Regions from separate parts of the Mus musculus genome. Here regions 2, 3, 4, 5, 6 and 7 are each linked to region 1. Evidence: chromatin contacts called from public promoter capture Hi-C data. All regions are on one chromosome and are shown on one strand. The core of a region is the stretch at or near the end of the contact, and the rest is flanking DNA. Distances in the headings are between cores, read along the strand shown. Region 1 holds the start of Copb1 (coatomer protein complex, subunit beta 1). Region 2 holds the start of Insc (INSC spindle orientation adaptor protein). Region 3 holds the start of Spon1 (spondin 1, (f-spondin) extracellular matrix protein). Region 4 holds the start of Calcb (calcitonin-related polypeptide, beta). Region 5 holds the start of Calca (calcitonin/calcitonin-related polypeptide, alpha). Region 6 holds the start of Cyp2r1 (cytochrome P450, family 2, subfamily r, polypeptide 1). Region 7 overlaps Pde3b (phosphodiesterase 3B, cGMP-inhibited).

The links. Promoter capture Hi-C pulls out the DNA fragments that hold promoters and counts their contacts. Capture Hi-C pulls out chosen DNA fragments and counts their contacts.
Region 2: a promoter capture Hi-C map of embryonic stem cells shows a contact between it and region 1, with 2.8 times the contacts expected there. The contact joins the promoter of Insc here to the promoter of Copb1 in region 1. A contact is called at or near these places in 8 of 39 promoter capture datasets (embryonic stem cells, frontonasal cranial neural crest, liver and 2 more), 1 of 15 datasets of contacts at CTCF or cohesin (large pre-B cells) and 1 of 115 datasets of contacts at active chromatin or transcription factors (embryonic stem cells).
Region 3: a promoter capture Hi-C map of hippocampal neurons shows a contact between it and region 1, with 4 times the contacts expected there. The contact joins the promoter of Spon1 here to the promoter of Copb1 in region 1. A contact is called at or near these places in 9 of 39 promoter capture datasets (3T3-L1-derived adipocytes, cranial neural crest, frontonasal cranial neural crest and 5 more), 2 of 15 datasets of contacts at CTCF or cohesin (large pre-B cells and pro-B cells) and 2 of 115 datasets of contacts at active chromatin or transcription factors (astrocytes and stem cell-derived neural progenitor cells).
Region 4: a promoter capture Hi-C map of stem cell-derived epiblast-like cells shows a contact between it and region 1, with 7 times the contacts expected there. The contact joins the promoter of Calcb here to the promoter of Copb1 in region 1. A contact is called at or near these places in 14 of 39 promoter capture datasets (the 3T3-L1 cell line, 3T3-L1-derived adipocytes, the C10 cell line and 6 more), 1 of 15 datasets of contacts at CTCF or cohesin (large pre-B cells), 4 of 484 Hi-C or Micro-C datasets (B cells, LSK cells and embryonic stem cells), 5 of 115 datasets of contacts at active chromatin or transcription factors (bone marrow-derived macrophages, embryonic stem cells, large pre-B cells and 1 more) and 1 of 9 other capture datasets (macrophages).
Region 5: a contact with region 1 is called in a promoter capture Hi-C map of pre-B cells, with 5 times the contacts expected there. The contact joins the promoter of Calca here to the promoter of Copb1 in region 1. A contact is called at or near these places in 16 of 39 promoter capture datasets (the 3T3-L1 cell line, 3T3-L1-derived adipocytes, the C10 cell line and 11 more), 2 of 15 datasets of contacts at CTCF or cohesin (large pre-B cells and stem cell-derived epiblast-like cells), 3 of 484 Hi-C or Micro-C datasets (microglia, peritoneal macrophages and pre-B cells), 4 of 115 datasets of contacts at active chromatin or transcription factors (bone marrow-derived macrophages, embryonic limb bud, embryonic stem cells and 1 more) and 2 of 9 other capture datasets (adipose tissue and liver).
Region 6: a contact with region 1 is called in a promoter capture Hi-C map of adipose tissue. The contact joins the promoter of Cyp2r1 here to the promoter of Copb1 in region 1. A contact is called at or near these places in 2 of 39 promoter capture datasets (liver and pre-B cells), 1 of 484 Hi-C or Micro-C datasets (embryonic stem cells), 5 of 115 datasets of contacts at active chromatin or transcription factors (bone marrow-derived macrophages, embryonic stem cells, memory CD8 T cells and 1 more) and 3 of 9 other capture datasets (adipose tissue, liver and pancreatic islet).
Region 7: a contact with region 1 is called in a promoter capture Hi-C map of the HPC-7 cell line. The contact joins the enhancer-like site here to the promoter of Copb1 in region 1. A contact is called at or near these places in 8 of 39 promoter capture datasets (the C10 cell line, the HPC-7 cell line, hematopoietic stem and progenitor cells and 3 more), 4 of 484 Hi-C or Micro-C datasets (CD8 T cells, bone marrow-derived DN3 thymocytes and microglia), 6 of 115 datasets of contacts at active chromatin or transcription factors (bone marrow-derived macrophages, large pre-B cells, memory CD8 T cells and 2 more) and 4 of 9 other capture datasets (adipose tissue, liver, macrophages and 1 more).

Annotation. Positions count from the first base shown.
Region 1 is chr7:114,252,605-114,256,689 of GRCm38.p6, reverse strand. Copb1 (coatomer protein complex, subunit beta 1) reads left to right here and starts at 2,010. Exons shown (of 22, transcript NM_033370.3): 1 at 2,010-2,084; 2 at 2,671-2,820. The coding sequence starts at 2,730.
Region 2 is chr7:114,743,759-114,747,843 of GRCm38.p6, reverse strand. Insc (INSC spindle orientation adaptor protein) reads right to left here and starts at 2,078. Exons shown (of 13, transcript NM_173767.4): 1 at 1,838-2,078.
Region 3 is chr7:113,764,026-113,768,110 of GRCm38.p6, reverse strand. Spon1 (spondin 1, (f-spondin) extracellular matrix protein) reads right to left here and starts at 2,113. Exons shown (of 16, transcript NM_145584.2): 1 at 1,545-2,113. The coding sequence starts at 1,782.
Region 4 is chr7:114,716,263-114,720,347 of GRCm38.p6, reverse strand. It overlaps Calcb (calcitonin-related polypeptide, beta), which reads right to left and starts at 1,705. Exons shown (of 5, transcript NM_054084.2): 1 at 1,626-1,705; 2 at 518-613; 3 at 134-274. The coding sequence starts at 606.
Region 5 is chr7:114,634,197-114,638,281 of GRCm38.p6, reverse strand. It overlaps Calca (calcitonin/calcitonin-related polypeptide, alpha), which reads left to right and starts at 1,925. Exons shown (of 5, transcript NM_001033954.3): 1 at 1,925-2,070; 2 at 3,061-3,155; 3 at 3,674-3,814. The coding sequence starts at 3,070.
Region 6 is chr7:114,561,308-114,565,392 of GRCm38.p6, reverse strand. It overlaps Cyp2r1 (cytochrome P450, family 2, subfamily r, polypeptide 1), which reads left to right and starts at 2,421. Exons shown (of 5, transcript NM_177382.4): 1 at 2,421-2,660. The coding sequence starts at 2,436.
Region 7 is chr7:114,524,166-114,528,250 of GRCm38.p6, reverse strand. Pde3b (phosphodiesterase 3B, cGMP-inhibited) reads right to left here. Exons shown (of 16, transcript NM_011055.2): 12 at 1,271-1,470. Among named protein-coding and RNA genes, the nearest start is that of Cyp2r1, 37 kb to the left of the region's middle. Within about 2 kb of position 1,795, at least 14 of the 459 cell types and tissues checked have an H3K27ac peak or open chromatin away from gene starts, as enhancers often do. A contact at or near this core is called in the HPC-7 cell line, adipose tissue, bone marrow-derived macrophages and 1 more, where this site is marked.

The DNA of each region.
Region 1 (4,085 bases), core at 761-3,260:
GGAGAACTAGTAACTGCGTTTGTGATGATTCCATGTGAAAAAAGCTGAGTACACAAAAGAAACATGCTTGAATGCATCTCATTCTCAGAGAATTGTGCTGAATAAAGAAAGCTAATCTCAACAATTCTGTTGTATGATTCCATTTAAATGTCAGGATGGATAGATAGTTGCCCGGGTTAAAGTGGGCACCTGGCTGTGACAGCTGGTGGGCAGTAGGAGCGATCTCTGGTGGAACAGTTCTTTATCTGACTGTTGATCATCATACTGAACTAAACATATTGTTTAGAAGCAAGTACATAAGTGAGATTCTATAAACTGGTGAAGTCTCAGTGAGGAGACATGTCAGTTTCCTGCAAGACTTCCCGAGACAGAGGAACTGGGTGAAGAGTAGAGGGCTGTTAGAATCATGTTGTCTTACAATTACCTAGATTAAAAACATCTTTTAAGCATAAGCCAGACGTGATAGCGCTTGTTTGTAATTTTTTAATGTATTGGATGCTTTGAAAGAATAGCAAGAGGCCATTCTTTTTTTTTTGTTTGTTCTTTTGTTGTTATTTTGTTTTCTGGTTTTAGCCCTGGCTGTCCTGGAACTCACTCTGTAGACCAGGCTGGCCTCCATCTCAGAAATCTGCCTGCCTCTCCCTCCTAAGTGCTGGGATTAAAGGCATGTTGTACCACCGCTGACTGGCCGAGACCATTCTTTTTTTTTTTTTTTAAAGATTTATTTATTATTTTATGTAAATACACTGTAGCTGTCTTCACACACTCCAGAAGAGGGAGTCAGATCTCATTACGGATGGTTGTGAGCCACCATGTGGTTGCTGGGATTTGAACTCTGGACCTTTGGAAGAGCAGTCGGGTGCTCTTACCCACTGAGCCATCTCACCAGCCCGGCCGAGACCATTCTTAAATAAAGAGTAGAAATGATAGCGCTTGTTTGTAATCCCAGCACTTGGGAGGCTAAGGCAGGAGAGGAGTAGATTGGGAGTTGGCCAGCCTGGGCAGTAAGACTAAAATCAAAATTCCGAGAGGTAGCTGTTCTCTGTGCTGGAAATATGTAGCCTCTGGTATATTTTGAGTGGTGGGGATTTGTTTTTTAAACCCAATGTTTCCAGAAAAGAGAATTGTTAGAATAGCTGCATTCCAGGTAAATGAGAAAACAGTTTGTATTCTGTATCCTGCAAGTGAGGTTAGCAGGTTTTGTATACACAGTATGTGTATCCATGTTGTAATCCCAACTCCTCAGAAACTGAAGATCACCTTTCAAGACCAGTCTGGCAATCATACTTAAATTTTTTAATGTATTGGATGCTTTGAAAGAATAGCAAGAGGCCATTCTTTTTTTTGTTTGTTCTTCTGTTGTTATTTTGTTTTCTGGTTTTAGCCCTGGCTGTCTTGGAACTCACTCGTAGACCAGGCTGGCCTCCATCTCAGAAATCTGCCTGCCTCTGCCTCCTAAGTGCTGGGATTAAAGGCATGTGCCACCACTGACTGGCCGAGACCATTCTTAAATAAAGAGTAGAAATGATAGTTGTCAGACAACTTCTGATACTCCAATAACTCCAGTTAACTGAATAAAGTCAGATTCAGGTCACCAGAGGTGTTAAGCCCTCAAGTGTATTTTCATATAACCTAGTCATCTTATTAAGGTCTCTGAAATCATCTGCCTAAGAATTGGTTGTTTCCAGTTTATAAGTGAAAGGAAGAAGAAAGTCTGCAGGACTTTTCTGTTTCTCTTTTGTACAGTTTAGTTCCTGGGAAGACAATTCCTAAGGAACTGCTAACTGACCACAGCGCTTAAGTCAGCTCCCAACTCGCTGGGAAAACTAAAATACTTGTTTACACTGCTGCAGAAACCAACTCTGAGAGAGGAAGAAGACAACACACTTCCAGGGCGCAGCTCAGGGCGGAAGAGGCTTGTCCTTTCTGGGTCTCCGTACAGGCTCTGTAGCTGCATCCTTGCTGGTCTCCCCGCCCCCTTCCACGTCAGCCAAGGACTTGGTGGAGCCGTCGCGGCAGCGGCTGTCCGGACCGGTAGTCGGCGGTCCCACGGTTCCCTCCCGGCCTCCGCCCCTCGGAGCCAGGTAGCGACCTGGGCCCCCGAGCCGCGGGGTTGCGGCGGTCGCGCGGGGTCAGCGAGCCACCGGATGGGGAGATGCCGGGCGCTTGACTAGGCCGCGGCGACGGGCGGTGGGGGCGGGGAGCTGGGCCGCGGTCCCCTGGGCGGTGGGACAGGGGTCTGCGCCGCCTGAGGCCTGACCCTGCATAGACAGAGGCCGGTGAGGGGCGGCCGGGATTCCCACGGGGGACCCGCCACAGCCGAGGAGTCCCAAGGTTCTGCAGCGTCTTCGCTCGCGGGCCGCCCTCCTGGAGCAGATCCGACTGTGTTAGGTTGGCAATCACGGCCCCGTGACGTGGTGCTCCGGGTTGTCACTGTGGTGTGGACCTCGACTCCACAGCTTTGCACACCCTGGGTCGGGGAGTGGACGGGTACGGGGACTGAGTGATTGTCACTAGAGTTCACGGAAGGAGAAGGTGGGGAGAGCTCTACAGGTCGTCCGAAGTCACACGCGAAGAACTTCAGGCAGTTTAGAAGATCACGACTGATTTGCGGAATTTGTCTCCCTTTTTTTTTTTTTTTTCTAATGATGTTTGTATTCATTTTTGTAGATTTTCCTGGCACCTTTCGTCCTTTTCATCTTGTATTGGGTTGATTATAAACAGAAACCATGACGGCAGCCGAGAACGTGTGCTATACGTTAATTAACGTGCCAATGGATTCAGAACCCCCTTCGGAAATCAGCTTAAAAAATGACCTGGGTAAATAGTTTCTTAACTCAAATAGGAATTATTTTAATTGATAGATTAAAAACGTAAAAGATGGACAAATTAATATGGTGTTTTTTAATACATATCTATATGGTCTGATATTTAAATCCTGTCAAATATAATTATCTCAAACATTCATCTTTTCTTCATAGTGAAAACATTTCACATTCTTTCATAGAGATTTTTTTATTTTTTTGAGATTTTAAAAATATATATACAGTATATAGTTATTAATTGTAGTATACAGTGTCATACCTGAACTTTTTTATCTTGTACTCAGCAGCCATTGACCAATCCGCCTCTCCCAGCCTTCCTTCCTTCTTACTCTCCTAGGCTCTGTGAGCCACGGTCCTTTTTTTTTCTTTTTGTTTTCCTTTTTCCTTCTTAAATAAAGCCTTACTCTTTCCCTAGGTCAGCCTGGAACTCACTAATAGGCCAGGGCAGCCTCCAACTTATGTCAGGTCTTAGTTCAGCCTCCAAGGGTTACAGGTGCAGGCCACTATTCACCTTTTACTTTCAACTTCTCTGATGATGTAAGTTAATACTTCATAAAATGTTTCTACTCTCAACCTCCTTTCACCTGAGGAAGTTTCTTATTTATTATGTGTGTATGTGCACAAAAATGTGCTAGTCATGTATGTATAAAGTGAATTTATATGTGAGGCCAGGGGTAAACCTTAGGTGCCTCCCTCAATCATACTCCACCTTACTTGTTTTTTTTTAGACTTTGGATTTTTATAAGATTTATTTTTAATTGTGTATATGGGGAGGTGCCCGTGTGTGTAATGCTCAGGAAGGCCAGCTGTGTAGGCTCCTCCTGGAACTGGGAGCCACTCGATGTGGGTTCTCTGCAAGCGCATTATGTGCTGTTAGCCACTGAGCCGTTTCCAGTTCTCAGTCTTATTCTTTACTATTTATTAGTGGGAAGTGGGGAGACAAACATGCATAGCACCAGTGTAGGTGTCAGCTCTCTCCTACCATGTGGGTTTTAGGCATTGAACTCAGGTGGTCAAGCGTGGCAACAAGTGCCTTTTACCTGCTGAGCATGCTCAGTGGCTCCCTTCACATGCTTTTTAGACAAGGGATCTCTCACTGACCCTGAAGCTTGCTGACTTAACTAGACTAGCCGGCCAGCAAGTCCTAGCGATCCTCTTGTTTCCGCCTCCCCTTAACGCACTAAGGTTATAGGCGTGTGCTATGCCTGACTTTTACATGGGTGTAGAAATTGAACTCAGATCCTCAGTGCTTATGTGGCC
Region 2 (4,085 bases), core at 829-3,328, 490 kb before region 1:
TAGGGGATCCACACACTAGGGCTTTTGAGACACAGAGGGGCTGACAGCTGAAGCCCTCAGAGCAAGGGTGCTGATCAATGCCCCAATTCATTCTAGACAATCGCCATTGTCTGAACCAGCACAGAGATTGCCATTATCTCCACCAGCCACTAAGGAGAAAAGCCCAAGACATGGTTACCAATCAGAGCTCAGGAATAGAAGTCACAATTGAGACATGTGAATTAAAAATTAGATGAAATATTTCCAACTTGGGATGTCTCAAAAAAAGGAAAAAAGCCCAAGCAATATGGCTTCATTCTTCAGAGACTAACAGAAGGCTTGATTGCTGCTTATTCTTTTTTTTTAATTCTCATTTCATCTATAAAATATAAGGGAGTTTACAATTAAAGAAATGCAATCTACAAAGTTATTAAAGTAGAAATCAAACTCAAGTGATGACTCTTCTTAACTTGGTAGAATGGAGCAGCGTGAAGTACCAGGAAACCAGACTTCAAAGGGAAAATACCTCCTTCTCTCGACAGTAAGCCTGCTAATCTCCTCACAGCCAGCCCAGGATTGGGTCTAGGACTGGACCAAAGGAAAGACACACTAGTGGATCAATTGAACCTGGGTCATTTCCCGTTTCAACAGACTAGGAAGACAGCCTTTAGACCACCTCACAAACACTGTCATCCCTAACTTCCCAACCAAAGAAGCACAATGAACATGGACACATCACAGGAACCCATGGATAGGAGGATTCCTAGGGCAGAAGAGATTTAGAAGTCATAATGAGATCATAACCGTAAAGGTGAGTACCAGCCCCTGGCATTTGGAGGCATTCAGTGTTCCATGCACTGTTATTAGTGTCCCAAGTGATCTCCACATAACTGATGAAGGTGAGGGAGGGGTGTTGAAAAGTCTGTCCCTCAGCAGTTAATTAGGGCGAGGTGACTGAAGCCCCGAAACAGTGGGTCCAGTCCCACTCAGTATACCACCTCCAGCCGTTGCCCTCCCCCCAACCCTCAATTGGAAAGTATTCCCCTTCTGAGACCAGGTTTCTGAAACCATTTTTCAGAGATGACCAATGAAGGGTACAAGAAGCAAAAGGGGGTGGGGTTAGAGGTGATGCCAGGGTCAATTCCAGGCTGTGTGGGTTTGCATATGCATTTACCACATGAGTGCATATTTCATACATGCCATTTGTCATGGGTGTACAATCTGTGTGGAGTGTGGCTGCACTGTGTGTGTGTGTATATGAACAAGTGTCCCCTGTCCCCATGCCTCTCTGGTTATGAAAGTGGAGTTCTACCCCTGGACCTGTGAAGTAGTATCAGTCAAAATCCCATTCACTCTGATATTGGACTAGAGCTTTGAGCTCCAGTGTGGCCCAAAGCCCTGAGAAACCAAAGCTTCGTGACCTACAAGCAAGACACCCCAGGTGAGGACAACAGCTGGGGACAAGTCAGGTCACCCCAGAAAGTGGAAGTTCAGATATCTATTGCTCTCTATCACTACCGTCTACCTGTTACCTGTCTCTCCGTTTCAACCTTCATCCTGCAGGGTTCTGGCAGGTTCTATCCCTGGAGGCCCCTTCATTTCCACTGTCATAACTAGACCCACCTGTGTGCCACACCTGTGGGCATGCTTCAGGGGACACACACACACGTGTGCACATGGTAGAAAACTCCACACGATGACATCCCATACTCCCTCCCACTGACACTCACTCCTACTCACAAACTCTTACACTGACACAATCACACCTGCTATCCTAGAAGTCACAACCATGCTTGCAGCTCCAGCCCCAGCCCCTGGATCCAGCCAAAGGAGCTAGCCATCCCCTCTGCTTACTTACTCTGATTTTACAAGACAAAAAGCAGTGTGTGCAGAGTCCAGCGATGGGTGGCAGCTCACAGCAGCTGGAACTCCAGAAGCTAGGAGCAAAGTGGCCGCGGGGGCGCTGGGGACTGCACTGCCGTCGGCCCCCCCGCTGCTTCCCCCACCCCCAAACCCAGGCTCTTCCCTGGCGGCGGCGCGCACCGAGCCAAACGCCTGTCCCGCGCCAGGCACAGTGGCCTGCAAGGCTCCGCCGGGACGCGAGGGCTATTTCGGAGCCCCTGGCCACGGTGGAGACCGCGCGCTGTCATCTGTGGGAGCTCTGGAATGAGAACGTGGTCGGGTCTAATTAGAGACCCAGCTCACCCCTGGGCTGGGCCATCACCCGGAGGCTCCAGAGCCGGCCAGGCGAGGGCGCCCACATGTGTCCTACATGCCAACATCTGGAGTGGGAAAGGGACTATGCTGCCACGATAGGTTTTCTGGAGCTGAAAGAAAACAAGGAGAGATTTGGGCCCAATTTATATCCCTGAGGAGGGGACGGCCTCGCTGAACAGCCCCAGGAATGAGACTGGGTTTGTCCGCTGCAGGTGCTTCCCTTTGGAAACTCAGTTACCCACTTAAGTCACCCTCCAAATCACAGACTTGCCAAAAATGACAGGGGGTGTTGATGAGAAACCCCGCCACCTCAACCTCACCCCTGGGCTCTGTGTCAGATGGCTAAGTCCACAGAAGTCTGGTCCAGGCCCCAAAGCTCTGGAATGCTACATTTTTAGACCAAAAGGAAGCTACTGGCTCATTCCATTCGATGCCTTCCACTCTGCCATGAATCCCCAGGGTCTGAAAAGTCTCTACCTTGGTAGATTGCCAAGAAAAGACAGTTCACCACCACCCGGGGCCCTGGCAGGAGCTTTGCTTACATTACATGTGCAGGGAGAGGAGGCTCAGTACCACCTCTGTGGTACAATGTCCTGAGCTCTTGATGCTAAACCTCCCTATTCCTTGCTCCAGGCTCTGGCTGGCACTGCTACTGCCTGGCCTTGGGCATACCACAGCTTTGACAGCAAATCATTCACTGTGGCTCTCTGGGAGCTTGTGGCTGCAGGTGGCCCAGTCATTCCCAGGAAAAGCCAAGTTTCACTTTCAGCCTGCTTCCATACAGATGTCATGGCTTTTGTTGTGCAAAAGGACTTCAGTCCACTATCTGTGGGTCTGTCTCTCTCCCTGGAACAGGGCTGGGCCTCTAGGCAACACTGACTGGGTGCTGACATTACTTCACACCTTCCTCAAGTCGGCAGGTTGCTGAATCATCTCTCCATGTGCTGCTGGTAGGTGAAGGGATACACAAATAACCTGTCCTCTGTCCTTCCTCCACTACCTACTTTCCAGCTGTATCTAAATCAAGTCACCCAACTACTCTGAGCTTTACTTTTTCCATACATATAATGGGATCATAACCATGTCTGCCTGCTCAAAAGGCGTGTGAAAGCTCGGTAAATGACCAGGAAGGTTAATAAGGTTTGTAGCATGTTAGAAGTGAGGCTTGAATCTTAAACAGCATCCCTGTTAGCAAGAGGCCTCAAAGGTCTTTTATTTCTGAAATTGGGTCTAATCTTGTACTTATATTTGAGAGTAAGGTTTGCTACATGTACTCTTGAGGAATTTGTGGTTGAAGCTTCAACCCAACACACACACACATGCACATTACATACACATACACAAACACACATACACAAACACATATATACACACACAGACTCACATGCACATGTGTATACACACATGTACACCCATAAATACACGCATACATTCACACACCCCAAAACACATAATGCACACATAGATACACCCACATACACATATACAAATGCATAACATGCATACATGCATGTACATGTACACAGGAATACACATAAGTATACACATATACATAACATATATTATACACATGCATATAGATACACAGACACATGCCTGCACATATGAATACTCACACATGTATGCACACAAATATACATACACACACTCACACCCTTCCCAGATACCTACAACACAGCACAGCCTCCTGGACTCCTGTGCTCCCCACAAGCCCCAGTTGCCTGGGCCCTCTCCGGTGGAGTCTCCATCCCCTGGGGGCCGCCTCATGGTTATAGTCTGGGCTGTAATGATTCAGGTATTCTTACAGAGTCCCCTGTGAGCATCTTCATTCTCTCCACCCATCCTTCTGGGCCATGGACCTGAGAAGGCCTGAGATTCAAAGCAAAGGC
Region 3 (4,085 bases), core at 864-3,363, 490 kb after region 1:
TTTGGTCTGACCTGCCCCAGGTTAGGCGAGTATCAGTTTGTCCTGCACTGCCAGGTCTGAGACTCCTTTCACCAAGCTGTGTGCTTCCTCCCTGGCTGGGAGCTTTTTTTTTTTTTTTAATCCAACATCTTTCTTCGGAAAGAAGGATCTTGTGGACTCCTTAAGGAACAAAGCCGATCCTGGTCAAGGGCTGAGGGGCTGAGGGAGTCGGTGCCTGGAGCCTGAGTGCATAGTTTGGAGTGGAGAATTACAACTCCACCAACCCGACCAGGAAAACAGAAGCCACTTTCTGGGAAGTGCAGTCGCTGGGTCTGGTACTGCCCCAAACTTTCTCCCAGTGCTCCCAACCATTTCCTCTCGCAACTCTCTGGGGGAACCAGGAAGGCAGCAGCTGGAAGCCCAGTTCTTCCGCCAAGTTCTCCAGTGATCTGCTCTTCCCCATCAGGCACCAAGCAGACTTAGGGCTCTGGAGGAGACCCTAGGTAAAATATAGTAATTTTCCCCAGGGTCCTGCCTGGGGACAGCCAGCTAATGCTTGTTTAAAAAAAAAAAAAAAAAAAGAAAGAAAGAAAGAAAGAAAGAAAAAGGAAAAGATATCTGGGGAGCCTATAGACCTACTAAGCAGGGAGTGTGAGGATGGAGGAGGAGGTGACTGGAGTCTTCAGGTGGGTGTGGGCCTAGCTGTTGGTCATGCCAGAAATCGCCCACCTGCTTGTACTGCCTTTCCCTGTGCTCTGAGCCCTACTCTCTACTGAGCTGCGTAAAGCTGGGCATCCCCAGGGCGCACAGCGTCTAGGCCGCCAGAATCAGAATCGCGTTCTGGGAATCCTGGGTCTGTTTTCTATCGTCACATTCCACCTTCCATTGAGAGACTACCCGTGTTGGGTTGTTTGTTTGTTTGTTTGTTTGTTTGTTTTTGAGGACCCTATTGCCATTGAAACCTGTCCTGGAAATCCAAGGGTCTCTGTCTTCTCCTGGGACATAAGAGAGTAATTCGGGGATCTTTCTGTGGACCCTTCAGGTTCCTCCTTCCCCTAACCTGAGACTGGTTAGGGACCCATCCAGGAAGTGAGAGTCCTGCTTGATCTAGAAGCTGGTATCTCTCCTTCGAGGATGAAAACCATGGGAAGAGATGCCCTACCTGGGACCCACCTGAGAGTACCCTCTTCCCCAGAGAGCGATAAGGAGAAATGTGTGTGTGTACTTCACTCTCGCCAACAGCTGGAGCGAAGTCGGGCTCCCTCCCAGCCAGGCTGGTGTGATGTGTGGCTCGGCTGTATTCCCCGGCTCGGGAACCCTGCGTTGGAGACCGGGGCTGTCTCTCCTGCCTGTAGCCTCCCCGACGGCCCCCTCCTCCCCCGACACTGTCTTGTTGGGTATAGTATAGAGCTGGCAGCTAAGGGGCTCAGGGCAGCCAGGTCACGGCCCCGGGCTGGGATGCGCAGACGTGGTACACTCGGGGACTGCGCTCCCGGCTCCAGCCTTGCTCGGGTCAGTGCCCTAGGGGTTCCTAGATCTCCGGTCCCCAACGCCATTCCACTCACCTCGGTAGCTGCTTCCTGGCTTATAGAAGTCAGGGTCGCCTTCCACGCGGAGGCTGAACTCCGTGTATCCCTCACGCCGTGTGCCCTGGGCGCGCAAGATGCGGCTGCAGTAGCCCTCCGACTTGGTCACTTTGTCCAGGGTCTCATCTGAGAAAGCTAGCGCTGCGGCCAGGGGCAGCGCGAGGGCCAGCAGCGCCGGACCCCGGCTAAGCCTCAGGGACACGGGAGACAGCCTCATCCTCGAGGGCCCCCCAACTTTATGCGGATGTTGCAGACCCTGTCAGGACACTCCTGCTCCAAGTGACGGGAGCTGCAGAGGCGAAACCTGGAGGAGCCCGGGTGGCGCTGGCGGTGGGGAGACCGTGCCCGCCTCGCTTTGGCGGCTGCGGAGCTGCGCTGCTCTGAGCGGAGCCGAGCAGCGGAGCTGAGGGGCGGGCGGTGGCGAAGGAGCGCGAAGAGGGAGGGCTGATTTGCGCCCGGATCCCCCAGCGCAGTGCTGTTTTGTTTCTGAGCTGGCGATTAGCGGGCGCTCTGGTGTTTGTTTTGTGAAGCTGGATTCCCAGGGTCTGGTGGGAGAGAGCCGGGATACGCAGACACGTGCTGGCTCAATCTACCCTGCCACCAACGAGGCTGCTTCCTCGGTATCCAGTTCCAGCTTGGGTCCTGTGGACCACAGTGCTCTGAGGAGGGAAAGCCTGCCAACTTAACTTTTGTTGCAAACCTACTCAGTGCCAGGCTGCGCTGCTGCAAGGTTTCCCCGCGGCGGCATCAGTCTACCACGTGCACTAGCGCCACACACCGTAATCATTTATTTATAGACAAGCAGATCCCCGCAGGCCACCTTTGCTGTGCTGGCCCGCTGCCTCTTACCAGGCCACCATATAACATATCACGCTAGAGGACCAGCAAGGAGCCCGAGACTTAGGCCCTGAGAGCAGCTGGCACAATGCCTTGGCCATAATTTTGAAGATTTTTTAAAATGTTTTTCTTTTAAAACAAGAGGAAAAGTTACTATTGAAGAAAATATTTTTTGCTACATATTAGTTTATTCAGCAGTGTATCTAAGCAATCATAAACTGTGAGGTTTTAAGAAGGAGGGGGCTTACAAAAATAAGTGTCTATTGCTTAGGAGCCTGGCCATTTTGAAATGTTCAAAGAAGGGCCTGTGTTTTCTTGGCTTAGATATTTAGTTCAGGCTCTTAGCCTCCAGGGACAGGTTTTTGGGAGAGGCCATAAGCCGGAATCTCTCTCAATGTCTCTCTGCCTCAGCCTTGTCATTTATCCATTGTGAGGTTAGGTCAGACATCCTTTCCAAGCGTGTTCCCTGCCCAGGAAGCATGGGGCAGGAGCGGGCGGCAGCTATTGAACCAGAGCTGTGTATGCCGAAATTTGGCAAAATCTCTCATGTGGAATACTTTGCCTCAGGAGACACCCTACTTGAAGATACCTGAATGCCATTGCTGCACACAAGCCTCCCCTGCCCCCAATGCCCTGAAAGGCTGCATTATTCTCCTTTATTCTTCCCAGGGCCTTGAATACTTCTCAAGTGCCTGCATCTAACAAGCAGTTTCGTCCACTTTCCAGACTCGCCTTTCCTCTTCCTCTTAGATTACAAACAGCCCAATAGAGCCATCAATACTGGAAATTCCATTCCTCACCCCATCCACTAACCACTGATCCCTCAGTCCTATGGTGTGACTTGTACTACCACCGTCAACTGGATGCTATCTTTCAGAAGTCACTGAGGAATAAGCCTTGTGGAAGGCCTTGTGTACTTCTCAGCCTTAGGAGAAAGCATGAGAACTGGACCTCAGCCTCTGATCCAACAGACCAGCTCTCTCCTATGTGCATCTTCAGATCTGGACTGTAGAGTGAGCCAGCTGACTCAGGGTTCTAGACTGACTCCATGTTTGGGTTCCCATTCCCCCCAGCAAGCTTTGTTGCATGTACCTGAATCTAGGCTCTATGCCTAGCACTAGAAGACAGGAAAAAAATTCATCCATCCATTCAACAATCCACCCATCCATCATTCATTGAATGCATCCATCTATCCAACCACCATGTCTTTCTTTCCAAATACCTTGGGTAGAGATTTGCTCCTCCACATACACCCATTCATCCATCATCCATCAACCAACCAACCATCCATCCATCCATCATCCATTCATCCATCTATCATCTATCCATCCATCATCCATCCATTCATCATCTATCCATCATCCATCCATCCATCCATCCATCATCAATCTAACCATCTATCCATCCATCCATCATCCATCCATCCAATCATCTATCCATTTATCATCAATCTAACCATCTATCCATCCATCCATCCATCCATCCAATCATCTATCCATCCATCATCAATCTAACCATCTATCCATCCATCCATCATCCATTCATCCATCCATCCATCATCAATCTAACCATCTATCCATCCATCCATCATCCATCCATCCAATCATCTATCCATCCATCATCAATCTAACCATCTATCCATCCATCCATCCATCCATCATGCATCCATCCAATCATCTATCC
Region 4 (4,085 bases), core at 456-2,955, 460 kb before region 1:
CCCTCTGGTGGTACTGGAAGCTCTGTGGGAGGCTAGGACTCACGTTTAGTTCCTTGGACTGCTGGCCACTGTCTCTCGACCTCTCTGGAATAAGTCCTCCTACATGTGGGGGTCAGATGGGGAGGAGACTTACCGGGAGCCCTTAGTCTCTTGCTCCTCCTGTTCCAGCTTCCTGGCCTTCATCTGCTCATAGTCCTGCATCAGTGCAGCAAGCAAGAGATGTTTTTCCTGGTCGCCGAGGGTGCCCAGGTCTAGGCTGCTCTCCAAAGCGGACCTGTGGAGGTAGCAAAGCCAGTGCAGGTTCTGATTCCCTGCCTATCTCCTCCCCAAATAAGAAACCAAGCTTCCTAGCCCTTGCTTCTTCCCTAGGGGCGTAGCGGTCTGGTCATTAGGCCAGTTCCCACATGAGGGCGCTGAATTACCAATAACCAAGTAGGGCTACAGAGCCGCAGAGTTGACACACCCCAGGGGCAGCCGGAGGAGAGCCAGACTGCACTTCTGATTCAGGTTAATTTACCTGAAAGGGGCAGCCTGGAGGCTGCTGGCCAGGCACAGGACCCATATGCTGCTGAGAGCCAGAAAAGGAAAGAACTTCCAAAAGTCCATGATGTCTCTGTAAGAAGAGAAGAATGGTCCAATTGCTCAGGACTATAGACCCAGGTTCTATTTCTCCTACCACACTGCAGCTCTCAAAACGTGCAGTAGATGCAGTGTGGTGAGTGGCTTGATAGAGCAGAAACGAGTGGGGGAGAGTAGATGTGGTTTGCAGTTTCTGCTCGGTTTAAGAACAAGGAGGAGCTACCGGCACTCATTTGCCCCCAGCTTGCAGGAGAACACACGTGCCGCGCCCCTTTGGCTCTCATCTGTGAAGAAACCAAAAACCACCCAGAGATCCCTGCGCCTTGCTGTCCCGCTGCTAAGGATTTCTAACAGGTTGAAATTATTATAATCACCCTTTCTGAGAGGTTGCCCTGGGGAAGAAAGTTAACTTGGAACTAATCCCCCTCTCTCCATCTGCAGAGTTGGGAGATTTTTTTTTTTAAACTACCTCAGAACCGCAGATGAGGACTCCTCCTCCCCACAGCGAAGCGAGACCCACCTGCTTGCTGATAACCCCAGGAGGCTAAAGGCTGGAAACATCTGAGAGAAAAGATCAGTGCTCCCCAATCCCGAATCCAAGGAACTCTTTAACCTAAAACTGGTTAGGATGCGGCAAGACCACCTTCCCTCAAGGAGGGGGCACAGACGCGCCTAGATAGGGTCGCCCAGCTTCCAGTGCTGCTGAGTAGTCGTAGGGGTCCCACTTACTTTAGTTAAAAGAAAATGTCAAGACTGTACTTTCTGACAATGGCTGCAGGAAGGCGGAAATGTATGTGGAATGATAAGGAACCAGGACAGCAAAGGGATCCAAGTAGAGTGGGGTGTGGTGGCTTGCGCCTGTAATCCGCATCCTTAGGATGCTGAGAAAGGAGAACCTTAGCGTTTGAGACGAACCAACTTGAGCTATATAGTGGGTGCCAGGCCAACTTAGACTACAGTGTGAAATACTGCATTAAAAAGAGCAACCAAAAGGAAACAAACTAAAGGAGAGAGAGCTGTAGGCGTTGAGAAGTTAAGTTTCTCACCTGCTAGCCCGTGTTGGAACAGCGAGAGTGAAGTGTCCACTGCAGAAGAGCACACACACACGGCTGTAGGCGTCTTGTCCCCAGAGCCGTGGTCTCTTATTCTCGATCTTGAGGGTGTGGGGGGTCCGCAGTAGCTCTTCCACCAATCAGAGCTCTGACCGAGCTTCCATAACGTCATAGCTGGAGCTACTTACACTTCTGCAGGAGGGAGGCAGCAGTCCACTCCCTGTCTTTGAGGTCATTGCTGAGGAACCGGGTAGGAGTGGGAGTGGGGGTGGGGTAAGGATACAGAGAGGGTGAATTCGTCCAGAATGTGAGCAAACCTGAGTTTGACATCACGACCTCTTTAATACCTGAACTCCAGCCTACAACCTTTTGCTGCCCACTCCAATGGGGACCTGAACCTCGTAGCTGGACTCCCACGCAGGCTGAGTAGCACTCCCAGGTTCTAAAAGGACTTCAGTAGATACATCCACGATGATGACTGTCACAGGAAGAAGCGGGTCCTTGGATACATTAGGGTACTTCTGTCATACCTGTCCCAAATGGGCACTCTAGCAGTGCGTGCTTCCCATCACCTAATAAGGATAGAAACTAGAGAGTATTGTGGAGCAGCAGGCTAACAGACTGCACAGGGAACTGGGCTTTCTCCTCCTGTACCAGACCTTCCAAATCCTGCGCTATGGTTTTTACATCCCTCCCCCGCCCCCATTCAAATCCCCAGACCTCACACTGCTGTAGCAGTGTAGATTAAAGCACTTCCAAGCATCCCTGGCGGGTTTGCCTAGCAGGAGGCTGGCGCTCAGATGGCAGTTCCCTTCCCCTCCCCTGCATCTCCACCACCCCACTCTGCAGAGCTTGAGAGCTGAGCCAGGGTCCTGCACAGGCCACCTGAGCAACCCAGGGGTCAGCAGGGAACTTTCACACTCACTCAGCTGCTGGTTAAGCATCCATAGGTTCAGGCATCCGACAGCTGGCAGGTGACCTTTGGCATTAACACACCGTGTCACTGAGGAATACTCGGTTCACTTGCCTTCAGCAGAAGACTGTGTGCACGCACTAACCCAAATCAGTTGAGCTTTGGCCAAAAATAATCTCACATTTCTGCTTTCAGAATCAGGCATGAATTATGTGCACTGGGATAGGCACATCACCACTCTGGCCTAACCATGGGCATCACAAGTGCCCACCCAAGAAAAAGAACTGAGTATCTCCTGTTTTCCACGTCGCCCATTCTTCCAGGTGTGAGGAGAAGATACGCGGTGCTCAGCTACTAGAAAGTGAACTGACATCATTCCCAAGGCTTCAGGCTTTCCCTCTCCGCTGCTTGGTTGCAGCACAAGGACTCTCCAAGTGCCCAGCTTGCTGGGGGTTCCAGTAATGTGTGGAAAAGGCTATACCTGTGGCTTGGGAGATCCACACCTGGCCCTCAGTTTCTGAGAATCAGAAAGGAACTCAGTGTGTTTACTCAGGTCCTCTGAGTCACTTTTCTGATTCAGGTCCTAGTTGTTGGAGCAAGGGCAGATGATACCACCCTCCCTCAATTAAAAAAAAAACCCCAACTGGGAAACTCCCGCTGGCCTCCAGTCCTCAATGTGGTGAGGAGGATGGGAGGCAGTTTCCCCAGGAACCTAGATGTAGATCAAAGTTGCCCCCAGCAGAGGCATAGGATGGCTTTGTAATGATTTTTTTTTTGGTAATTGGTAGGGCACCCAACCAATGCTCTCTAGAGGAATTTCTTCATGAAAACAAGGTCCTTCTCCATCTAGATTGTGAGTTCACTTTTGGATGGAAGGAAAATCATGGGAATGACCTTTTTTGGTTTGAGGGTCTTCTCTCCAAAAGTCCTACAAATAATAGGGTGACATCTGTGTCCCTCTTCTGGATTTGGGACTTGAAAAGTGCCTGTAGAATGTAAAGGTGAATCTGTGAGGTGAAAAGTACCCGAATCCCCATACTTCTGTCACTGTCATTGGGGTCTGGCAAAGCTGTGATGTAGTAATTGCAAGCATCATTTTCCATGGGCACTCGGCCATCATTAAAAGGGAGAGAGTAGATGAAGATAGCCCCACTTCCAGCTTTCCAGTCTGACCCAGCCATCAGTAACATGCATGAGGAAGCAAGAAGTAAGAAGAGGGATAAAGCAGGAATCTTGATACGGTCTGCTGAGAAAACCTCAGAATATTTATTTATTTATTTGGGAGAACACAGAACCTTGAGAGTAGACCATATATATATATATATATATATATATATATCTCCAAAGATAATATCTGCAACACCTGAACTTTTCAGAAGTCTTAAGATAGCCAGAGGGCAGTCAGGAGCACAGTCCCCAGCTGTGCTCAACACACAGCCTGGTGCTGACTGACTAGGATAGAATATGCAGTAGTTTCTGTAAAGGCATCCAGCATCCCTGACCAACAAAAATAATTACAGCCAGTTCAGCAAGTTGGTTAT
Region 5 (4,085 bases), core at 676-3,175, 380 kb before region 1:
TTCCAGCTCTGGTTTCCAGCCTGGCACTGCCTGGCCAAGCCCATTCTCCCAGCCCTGGATGGGTCTTGTTGCTGCTCTGAGAGCAGACCCTGTGGAGAGGGATTCCTGGCACTCCTTTCCTCACATTTTTATACCTTAAAACTTCTGAGATGCCCCAGAAGTTAAGCTGGAAAGTCATTGATGGCATCCTAGAAGTTAAGTGTTCCATCATTCTGCTTTGAGGGACACATCTGGGATGTTGGTAGGACCGACAACTCGGGTTCCATGGCTCATGCCATTCAAGTCTTCTTGGAAGCTAATTTCTGCTCTGTTTAGAGAAATATGAAGCTTGCTTGGGTGTCCCCCCCCCCATGGTCCCCAGATTCTCCAATGTGTTCAACACACTGGCTAGGTCTGGACTGGCTGCTGCATGTAGCACCGCACACTCAGACCTCACCAACTGCAGAAACATGAAGCTTCTTTGTCCCCAGACAGCAAATGCCCCAGTTAGGACCTCCACCCTTGTCGGTGTTCCTGGAGCTCACTGCTCAGACAAAATGAGTGTCCAAATCAGGGGAGTGGTTGTGAGAGGGATCAAGTCAAACTAATCTGATGTGAGATGGAGATCCAAGAGCAAACATCCTGTGGGAATGTGGCATGGACTGCAGGAGGGACGTGAAGGCAGGCTTCAGACAATTTGAGAACCACTAAGGATGCTTCTGTGGGCCACAGAGACTGCTGAGTGGCTGTGCTTTCTGGAGAGGATGCCTTTTTGGAAAGAGCGGAGAGTCTCTGTGCCAGGAGAAGTGTGACTGGGAGCAAGTGTGAGGTTTAGGATGGGCAGCATCTCCGCAGCACTGTCAAGCCTGCCTGCTCTTTAGCTCTTCAGCTCAGGGATCTAAGGGTGGGGGTGAGAGGGCCTCCCACTCCACCCCCGGATCAAATACAACTGGAACATCTTGGCAAACAGCAGCAGGAAGCAAAAGGACAGCTGTGCAAATCCTTAGGCAGGCAGGCAGCCTAATGAGAAGTGATAGATAGCCAGGCAGGAGGAGAAAAAGATCTACAATGGAGACTTTGGAGGCATCTGGTTCTTCTTTGTACTTTCCCCACTACCCCTTCGTACCCCCTACCCCAAGCAGGACCCAGCTAAATACAACCCCTTCTCACACATGTGAGTGTGTTATCCAGCGCATTAGGAATGCCAAGCTGAATACAGATGATTCACACTGGAGAAAGAGAGATTTTATAGCCCAGAAAACACCAAGGTTTCTTTCTACAAGCAGGCCCTTCAAAGGGGGACTATGATACCCACTGAAAAGTTTAATATGTTGAGGTTTCATGCAGGCTTTGGGGGTCTTTTGGGGGGTGTCAGATTTTTGAGGATTTTTTTTTTCATTTTTCATTTTACCTGTGGCCACATAACCCCAAATGAGGCAGCTGCCACAAGCCTCGGGTCTAACTGAGTCCTTGTGTGCAGTACCAACACCTCTGACTATCTGCCTAAACCTGTGTGCCACGCTGCCAGAACTAGCCTTGCAGATCAAGAATTCATCCCTCAGGTGCACTAAACTATTCTAGATTAGGCACGGACTTAGGTGGGGGTGGGGGTACGATTAGAATCAGACATGCAGCAAGGAGTGCTTGAGATACTGGACTCTACTCTCCAAGATTCTGAGATTGGAGTCAGGAATATTCAAAGTCAAGAAGGAAAGAAGAGATGAAATTTATCTTGATGTCAAAAGGCCCTCCAAATTCCCGCTAATTTTAAGGGTGGCTCTCACTGATCCGTATCATCTCCCCCACTTCCACCAATGACCTCAATTTAAATTCAAATGGTGTCATCTTGCTAGATGCTCTGAGTTCTGGAAGCACAGAGGTGACGCAATCTGTCTGGGGCATGGGGCCCTTCCACCTATTGGCTGCCTGGAGCCCCGAGACCCCTCCCGACTCACCACGGCGGGAATAAGAGCAGCTGCAGGCGCTGGGAGGCACAGGAGCCACTGCCAGGATCAAGAGTCACCGCTTCGCAAGCACTGCCTGGCTCCATCAGGATCCCCGCAGGCTCAGCTCCAAGGCACCGCTCACCAGGTGAGCCCTAAAATTCCTGTTCAGGTGTGTAGTTCTACTTTTCTCTTCCTCTCCCTCTTCTCTCCCGCTCTCGCTGTTAGTCCTTGGTTTGTCTTTCCTGACAATCCCAGTCCCCGTTAGTCATTAGTCCTAGCGTGGTTCGTGTTAGATCCCGATCCAGATAGGTCCCTACAGAACTGGTCCGCAGAGCCTTCCTTCAGTTTCGCTGGAGCGCAGGCTCCAGTCTCACGTTTCTCTCTCTCTGTACACCTGATCCACCAATCTTGGGACGCTGAGCTCCTAGGCTTCACGCGCGCAGTCGGGCGTAGCTCTTCTTAGATGGTGCTTTCAGTATTCTCGTTTCCTGAGAAATTGGTCCTGAGTCCGAGCCTAGGGCCAATATGTAGCGAACAAGAGTCAGTTGCCGCAATTGCAAACCCCGATTTGGGACCCTGGGATTAACAGAGAAGTGTTTTCCACCTCAACTTTAGATTGGTTCTTGTAGGCAACTGAGTTGCCAGAGGGTGGAGCAGCTGAGCAGTGCAGCCGTCAGTTTCTCAGATTTCAAGGCAGAAAGATTCCCTCTCCATAGACTTTCTTTCTCACATTCTTAGGTGTCTGTAAAAAAACTCACAAAGAGAAGACAACTCTACACTTCCCTGTGGAGACAGATGTAGAGACAGGAGACACCTGGGATTCGTAGAATCCTTGAGACTGATCTCACCACCACCACTCCTTTACCACCACCACCACCACCACCACCACCACCCCCGACCCCCCGCACCCTCCCCCTCCTCCATCTTTAGGGCTAAGATTCTTTCCAAACCGTATAGGCTACATGCACACTGGACAATGAGGGAACAAAGATGATGAGAAATGTGGTTATCAGTATGAAGCCAAAATGTCGGGGAGTCACAGGCATAAGCACACAGAAAGCCAGGTCCATGGGCTTATAGAACCTTGAACTGATATAAATAAACAAATGAATAAATAGACATTCTTCTCTTGCAGGAAGGCATCATGGGCTTCCTGAAGTTCTCCCCTTTCCTGGTTGTCAGCATCTTGCTCCTGTACCAGGCATGCAGCCTCCAGGCAGTGCCTTTGAGGTACGTGTAAAGACAGGAGTCCTAGTGTCCTGGGACTGGCCAACTTCCTGTTAACCACAGAGTACCGAATGTTTAAAACCCAACTATCTGGTGGAAAAATATATACATGTACATAGACACACATGTAAGTTCACTATAAGCTTAAATTTCAAGTAGCCCTTTAACTAACAAAATGCTTTCACCACTTCCCCCCCATATTTAGTATCAAGAGTTAAACCTTTTTGTTCAATTCATTCCTTATGAGACATGAATTTTACTCTAATCTGCTAACTTGCCAATAAATATTACTGACTCTAATTTATAATCTGTTAATCTATTTCTCATCTACTTTACAAACTGTATTTATTAAAATGAGCCCCCAATTCAGATTCAACAGTAATTATTTTGTCATTCAATTTGCCTGCACTTATCATTTAACTTGCAAAATTCCTAAACTTATGAGGACGCTGACTCAAGCCTCTAGTGTAAGCGGCAGGCAGGGAATCAGAGACGGTGCTAGACTTGCTTCCTCTCCACAGGTCAATCTTGGAAAGCAGCCCAGGCATGGCCACTCTCAGTGAAGAAGAAGTTCGCCTGCTGGCTGCACTGGTGCAGGACTATATGCAGATGAAAGCCAGGGAGCTGGAGCAGGAGGAAGAGCAGGAGGCTGAGGGCTCTAGGTAAGGCCCCTTACCCTGCCTAGCCCATCCACAGGAAGGCGGAATCCAGAAGGTAGGAGAGAGCGCACTGTCCGCCTGGCTGCTGTTTAGCAGGACACGAGGCTCAGCTACTCTCAGGCTGAAAGAAGACAGAAGTCATCGGGTGAGACTGTAGTTAAATCACACTTAAAAAAATTTATTTCTGAAAGCACTTAAGAGAAGGCTAGGAATAACTGTAGAAATCAGTCTGCTAACATTGGGGAGACTTCCTGCAATAGTATGAGCGAAGACT
Region 6 (4,085 bases), core at 1,172-3,671, 310 kb before region 1:
AAATTTTTAATAAGGAAGGATCTGTATTATTGATTTTTTCTTTTGCCTTAGGCTCTAGTACGGTTCAGCTCAACACTTCCTCACTTCCTTCTGTTCTGATGAAATACACTAAGCACATGCGCAATGGAATGTGCAAAGGAGGCAAAGTTGTGCTTGTTGCCTCACTTGGAGCCAGGGAAGCACCAGGGAACAAGTGCCTAGGCCCACAACAGATACTGCTTCTCAGGACAAAGAGTGTTGGCTCCTGTCCCCGTTTCTTGCTAGGTCTGGTAATTTACAAAGAGAAGACTTCACATAGCTTACAGTTCTGTAGGTCTAAGAGCTTGGGACGAGCTTCTAAAGTGAGGGCTCCATGCAGCTCCATAAGAGAAAGTTGGAAGGGAAGCAGGAGTAGGCTCTTACAGAAGAGCTGACATGGACACAAAAGAAGCAACCGAAAGCCTACTTATTTTTATTAACAACCTTCTACAGGGTAAGTAACACATCCCAAGATAACTACATTAATCTCTTTGTGAGTGTAGAATTTCTACAACCTAATTACCTCCTGAAGATCCCAACAACAGGGTCATATTGGACACTAAGCCTCAACCTGAGTTTTGGTGACAACCATATTGAAACCATAACAGTTCCCAAATCTCAATGGATCACAAGCTATCCTTTTGTCTGTGGTGACTATTATCACTCTGTACACAGAAATGGCAAAGCCCCAATATGGTGTCCATATTTCTTCAAGAATTCATTCCACTTTGTATAGGAAAAACAGAATCTTCATGGTGAAACAGTGAAACTCTACCCTTCTAAACACCCCTGTGGTAATAAAAGCTATAGAAAACAGTACTGATCAGAGTCTTTTATTCCAAGAGTAAACTCTGTGAGACAGAATGAAAGGAAGGGTGCAGTGAACGTTGCTGAGCACTAGCAAAATAAATGGCTCAAGAGGAGGCTCAGAGCTTCAGTTATTCATTAGCTCTTACTCTTTAAAGGTCAGTGGGGGAGATGTACATTAGTGCTGTCAATCAGATAGGCTGTACTGGGAGAGTCTGTACTCCCTACTAAGGTAGCAGGGAAAGAAGAAATAATTCCTTAATCAACACAAATTGGAGAGTATTCCTGGAATTGAAATTAATCTGTTTTTAAAATAAACAATGGAAGGGACTCCCTCCTGAATGGAGTACCTGTATTGTACAGCAGCTGCAGCCAAACTAGATACTTCAAGCCTTAAAATGATGTGAGAGAAGAAGGCGGGGCTGATATCAAGTATGTAGCAGGCAATGAACGCTCCTGCTGCTTCACCGTTACTGTTTCCCAAGGGCAACCTCAATATCCATCCTGTGAAACTGAAGGTTTAGTTTAGTAATAACATCTCACCATTATTTTTCTAACCTACTAGGCGATTAATAATAAAGTTAAGGAATATTTCAAGATAAAATATCAAGCATTTTAACAGTAGGTGGGTTGTCTATGGATGGAGATCCTGAAAAACACTGTAGGAACTTTGTTATTCTTTTCCAGCCAAGTATCTTCGATGTATAAGACACATGCACTGTGCAGGCATTCAATAAATAGTAGCATGAATAAAACTTAAGGTAATGAGAACTGGTGAACTTTTGCCAGTGCTGAATCATAATCAGAGGGCAGGTTGTTGGGAGTCTCAAGTCCTGCCGGTCCTGTGTTGCAAGTAATTGCCCAATAGAAAACAGGAATGTGGGCTGAACTAACGACATAAAATCAGTGCCTCTGCCTCAGTAGGAGACAGAGAACCTGAATAGTCAGTGCTATCCCTGAAAAGAGAGGCCTCTGAGATTATAAATAAGAAACCAATGGGGGCTTGGGAGAACAAAGAAGGGTGAAAAGATAGGTGACTAGAACTAATCAGAATCCTCAAAGGGTCCACCGAGAAATGGCTCATAACAAACAGTGAAATTGCAGACAGAGTGAAGCAAAATACAATAAGGTTATTTCCTTTTCCTCTTGATATGTGGACTCGCTAATGGAAGTGCTGGTTATTACCAGACTCGGTTAAAGAATGCAGTTCTAATCTCTTCCCTATCCGTAGACTGAAAATAAACAGACCAGGCAACGTTAGACACTCTTTAAGGACAGACGTCCAGAGAACTAAGATGCACCGAGCCCAGAGAGCGAAGTTCACATGACCAACCTACTGACAACATTCCGGAAAAGGGCCCTAGGGCTCCGTGCCCGTTATGCGGTCCTCACCAAGAGCCAAGCCAAACCCAAAGGTTTACAAACGGACTCTGAGCAAAGCAGATCTGGAGCTGGCTAACCCAAAGGACCCTGAGCCCACACTGAATGAACCAATGGCCGTAGAGATAAGGCGGGCCGTCGAGGCGCCGGGCCAATGGGAGTGCGGCAGGGCTGGTGGGTGCGCCCCTGCCTCCTCGCTCCGGACTGGTTCGTAGCCCAGCCCGGGGCCGATGTTGGAGCTACCGGGAGCCCGGGCGTGCGCTGGGGCGCTCGCGGGCGCTCTCCTGCTGCTGCTCTTCGTGCTGGTGGTCCGCCAGCTGCTGAGGCAGAGGCGACCGGCGGGCTTCCCCCCGGGTCCTCCGCGGCTGCCATTTGTCGGCAACATCTGCTCCCTGGCCTTGTCGGCCGATCTTCCCCACGTCTACATGAGGAAGCAGAGCCGGGTGTATGGCGAGGTAGGCCTCAACGCGGACCTTCCTCTCGTCAGAAGGAACCACTCAAGCGAAGCCGGCTTCGAGGGCCGCGCCTCCTACAGGAAGCCGCCTCACCAATACCACGCCAGAGGCGCTTCGGCTTGAGTTTCCCGCCCACAGATCAGCATGTGCTTCTGCGCTTGCGCTGTGTGGCCTGTACTCTCTGGAGATGCCAGCCCGTAAGCTGCCACTGACAGAAACTTAACGGCCCCGTGGGCCCTGAGCTTGAGGGAAAAATCAAGATGCAGTGAGTTTCTAGGACAGTTAGTGGTCAGTATTGTAGGCTGCTGATTAAACCATGGTTTAAAAGATTTAACGCTAAAAATTAAAATTGCCCTTTAATTTTCTGAATCCTCAATTTTCCTCATCAGAGTAATTAGAATGATACCCAAAAGCAGTAAGAAGCTACCCAACTGTATTGCCTACTATATATGATTTTGGTTACTATGTGTGAAAAATATCTTCATTTAGTAGTGTTAGGGATTGACTGTAGGGTTTGGCAAGTTAAGTGTTTACCACTGAAACACACAGCCAATATAATAGAAATGTATTATGCCTCCAAATCTAAAATTATCTTTAAACCAGTTGATTTGAAATGGTTTCTCATTGAATAGGAAATTAAAAATTTTTACATAAATATTTGAACTGAAAGGAATTATTTACTATGAATATTCATATAGGACAAGTAATGTAAGTCTGTTCGTTAAGATAAAATTAAAATTAAGTGTTTGGAAGACTGTCATTAAGGAATAGGTTGATTGGATTCAATTGATTAGAATTTGGCGTAAATAATTTTGTTTCTGGTACACTGAGGAAACTGCATTGTTTACAGTGATGACCACTTACTGCACATCAGATAAGCCTGACCTGTGTTGATAGCTTCAAAGTTGCAAGGAGCAAAACTGAAAAGGATATATGTATTTCAGAGTAAACATTGTATTGCAAGGCTTAATAACCACCAAACATTAACTCTTTATAAACTACTGCTGCATTTGATCTTTATTCTAGCTATAAAACAACCCTGAAGATTTCCATTATCTTAGAGATATTTCCCAATTTTTGACAGTTTCAAAATTAGTATAAATTGTTAAAATACGAACCATTTTTTGTAGAGTAGAAGGAGACTGTTATTTCAGAAAGGTTATAGGAAGCAGTTCATAGAAGTTTTTTTTTTTTCTTTTTTTGACTTTTTTCTTTTTTTCCTTTTTTTTTATTATTATCATTCCATTAGTTTACATCTCAAATGATATCCCACTTTCCAGTTACCCCCTCCACCAACACCTCATCCCATGTTATCCCATTCCTGGTTACTTCACTGCCACCACCACCCCCTCCACATCTGTCCTCCCCACTCCTTTTTGCCTGTATGAGAGTGCTCTCCCACCCATCCACACTTTCCTGCCCCAC
Region 7 (4,085 bases), core at 546-3,045, 270 kb before region 1:
AGAATATCCTCTAAATTTGTAGAATGATACTACAAATATGTAACCTTGGGCAGGTAGTGTCTCTCTCTCTCTCTCTCTCTCTCTCTCTCTCTCTCTCTCTCTCTCTCTCTCTCTCTCTCTCTCTCCCTCTCTCTCTCTCTCTCTTCCCCCCCCCCGTGTGTGTGTGTGTACGTGTGTCTTTGTCTCTCTAACACACACTTTATCTTCTGTATTTTTAACAGTTGACATGATTGAACAAGACAGATAAAAAGAGGAACAGAAAATGGCTACAAATGATAAATGGAACTAAATTTAAGACAGAATACTAAAAGTGAAGACAGATGAATTCATCACAAATAATAACATTGGTTACTCTTTATGATGTTGATTACTGGTTATATGTTGGTTAGAAACATATATACAACATTGCAGCAATCTACAACACAAATACCTCAAACCACATTAAATTCTTCTAAAAACCATGTTTAGTTCCAAGTTCTCATGTTTAAAGTTATGGCAGTTACAGTATTCATGTTGGGAATTCATACTACTTTATTTAGACTGTGATCTGACCCTAAAAGAGTTTGGTACTTGATCAGCTATATTCCCTCCATATAAAATACTATACCAAAATAAATTGTTGTCTATCTTCTTACTACATTTGTATTTACTTATTTGTTTATGTGAGATGAGGATACATCTGCATGCCATGGCACATGTGTGGAGGTCTGAGGACAGCTTGACGTAACTGGTTTTCTCTTTCTATCAAGCCAGCCCCAGAGATTAAACTCAGGTTGTCATGCTTGGAGGGAGGTACTTTCACCTGGTAAGGCATCTCATCACCCCCAAGAAAGAAATTGTTAGTGCACTAATATGTTCATAGCTAAGGAACAGAAGGTAAAGATATTAAGATAAATCATAGGAGAAAAATGGAAAGAACAAACCATTAAGGCTCTCCTTAGTTATTACAACTTTTAGCCACACTATGGACCCAATCAGAAAGAACAATGATCTAACCAGAGCTTTATCAATTTGTTAGAAGACAAAAATATTTCAATCAAGATATAGAATTCATGAAACATGGAGTTATAAACTATTCTTTTTTATAGCTGAAGAAACTAATTTTTCAAAATCCTCTTAGCATTCATCATCATGTGCTTTCACCAATTAATTATAATGAAGAGTTTACTGAAAACATGACTCACAAGAAAGACAGATTATAGAGTGATATGCAATCGGTTATAAAAATTTTTTGGAACTATTCTTAAGCTTCTGAAAAATTCTTTCCTACCTGAGGTGCATTTGTAGCCACTAGAAACGCATTTGTTCTTCCTGGGTGATCGTAATCGTGCATGGCAGCTGCCACATACAAAGCCATCAATTCTAATGCAGGGATGTTTGAAGATAGGCAGCCATAACTCATATCTGGAATACAGCAACTCTTCGAAGAAATGTAAGCAATCTGTCCAGAACCAAGTCTACCATCTGAATCTGTGTGGCAATAAATAGTAAACAAACATTAGCATTTAACTTCCTGTCAATTATGCTAAGGATAGAATTTCTCATAAGTAGTATCAGTATTAATTTATTGAAATTAAATAGACTCAAAGGATTTAAATACTTTCCCATTGTTTATCTTGCAGGACATTAGAGAATTCTGACACCAGATTGATGCTTTCTTGCTAGGACTAATAAATACCTGAAAACCCTAAGTTTATAATTTTCTAAACATTTGTTCTTAAGGGCTAAACATAGTAGTCATACAAAATTCTAGCACCAAGAAGAGGAAGTAGACAAAGCCCTGCCCGTAACCAGGAAGCTACTGTAACTGAAACTTCCTGGGAAAGGGAAAGTCAGCTTTCTCCAGTGGAGTATAAAATTAGGTATACCATAAGTCACACTCCAGGACAGGCCCTATACCCAAGGGTAGTTAACTAAAACACAGACTCTGTATTTTGGGGGATGTGTTTGTGTGTGGTATCTTGTTACCTTTTCTCTAATTTTCTTTTTTCAAAGTTTGATGTGATTTTATTTTTGTTGTTATTTTTTCTTGTTTTTTGAGAGCCAGACAGACAGAAGGAACAAGTAGTTGGGTAGGTATTAAGGTGAGGAGGGTCTGGGAGAAAGTAGGGGAGGGGAAAGAATATGATCAAAATATACTGAATGAAAAAATTTAAGTATGTATAGTAGATATAGAAAAGGATCTAAATGAATAAAACTAGGGGATTAAAATCTGATTTAAAAACAATATGAACATGAGGGAATTTGAGGTATCACCAAACAAAGCTCTTTCATAGAGATGCTACTTTTCAAAACTCATCCGAAGAAATGTTTCATTTCTTGCATTGACTACAATTTCTCTTTCTCTTCTTCTTCCTCCTATGAGGCTCTTTACAATGGAACAGAACAAAAAGCACGAACACACAAAGGCCTGAAACAGAACTACTTCATACTACTTCTCTGTTTCCTCCTGATAGAAACAGTGTGTTTTCCCCTGTCTGTGACTCTGGTCCCTAACACCTCATTACCTGCTTCTGTGTCTTTATATTAGCTAAGACTAAATGGTCAAGCTATCATTGCTGCTAAAGGGATTGGAAGAAATTCCAGAATGTAAAAGGTATTATAGTAAGCAGCACATAAAATACAAGATAAGAGATAAAAGATGTCCTCAGTTGTGTTCATCAGTTAGAAATAGGCCTTGTCAAAGGCCAAATGATTTCTTAATCATAATTTGAGTCAATATATCACAAGAATTTTAACATGACTTTAATGCATGAATGATAATTTAATTTTAAAATGTTCATTATTTCCATACTGTTTATGTTTTCAATATATATTGAGTTTTCAAAAACTGTACGCTTAACACTCCTTACAACAGTAATTATGTAATTATGTAGGCAAACTGCTACTAGCAAGACTTTAATTATTAATATCAGGTCAATACCTTGAACATTTTCCTGTGTTATAGCTACCATGGATTCCCCCTTAAATTATAAACTAAATTTTAAAAATAAAAATAGCAAAATATATCCCTATTAAACTAAAAAACGTAGTTGAGACTGGGATGCAGACCTATACATGTCAGCATTTTAAGTTCAAGGACCATCTGGAGTACATGAGATATTGTGTTAAAATAAACAAAAGCAACAACAAAAATGTAGAAAGTGAAACAAAACAAAAACTCAGTAACTACTTAAAGCTTAGACAGAAGGCTCTTGATAACAGCAGTACATATAAATTTGACAGAAACCTAACATTAAAAAGGCAATGATTTACAAATTTTTCTGCAGATTCAACACTGTATATAATCAAAATCCAAGCTCGCTTTTTGAGCATAAAAATGTAAACTGAATATATAATTAATGTATAAATACAAGAGACTGAATGGCCAAAATCACCTCAAAGGAAAAAAAATAGAACATTGCAACACTGAGAACTCATACTTCCTAATTTCAAAGCATATTACACAGCTCAAGTGATAAAGACATGGTTCTATTATAGAGAGAAACACAAATAAATGAAATAAAACTGAAAGTACAATTTGATGCTTCTGACTTTCATCCAGGATGCCAAGAGAGCACTGCGAGACGGCTATGCACTATGTATGACACTGGGGACTTTCTCACATGTTAACTTATGTGCACAGCATTTTTATAAGGTAAACCACTGATGTCATAGCATTTAGGAGTCCACTATATTTAAAATGTATGAAGAACTCTTTAATAGATGCTACTAAGAACTCAGGATTGTAGCTCAGTAGAATGTTTGAGTAGCATCCACAAGGTCCTCAGTTCTTTTCCTGACATTACAAAAAAGAAAGGAGAGAGAGAGAGAGTGAGAGAGAGAGAGAGAGAGAGAATGAATATGCATTCATGAGTGCAGTATCTGCCAAGGCCAAAAGAAGCCAAAAGTCTCTTGTAGCTGGATTGTGAGCCACCCAACAGGAGTGCTAAAAATGAATCTGAGTTCTCTGAAAGAACCACAAGAGCTCTTAACTGCTGAGCTCTCTCACCAGCACAAATTCATTACTCTCAGTCAGTAGGAGCTACTCAATATTATCTCCCCAATGTTACAAGTAAAATGAAAATAGACTACTATGCAACTCG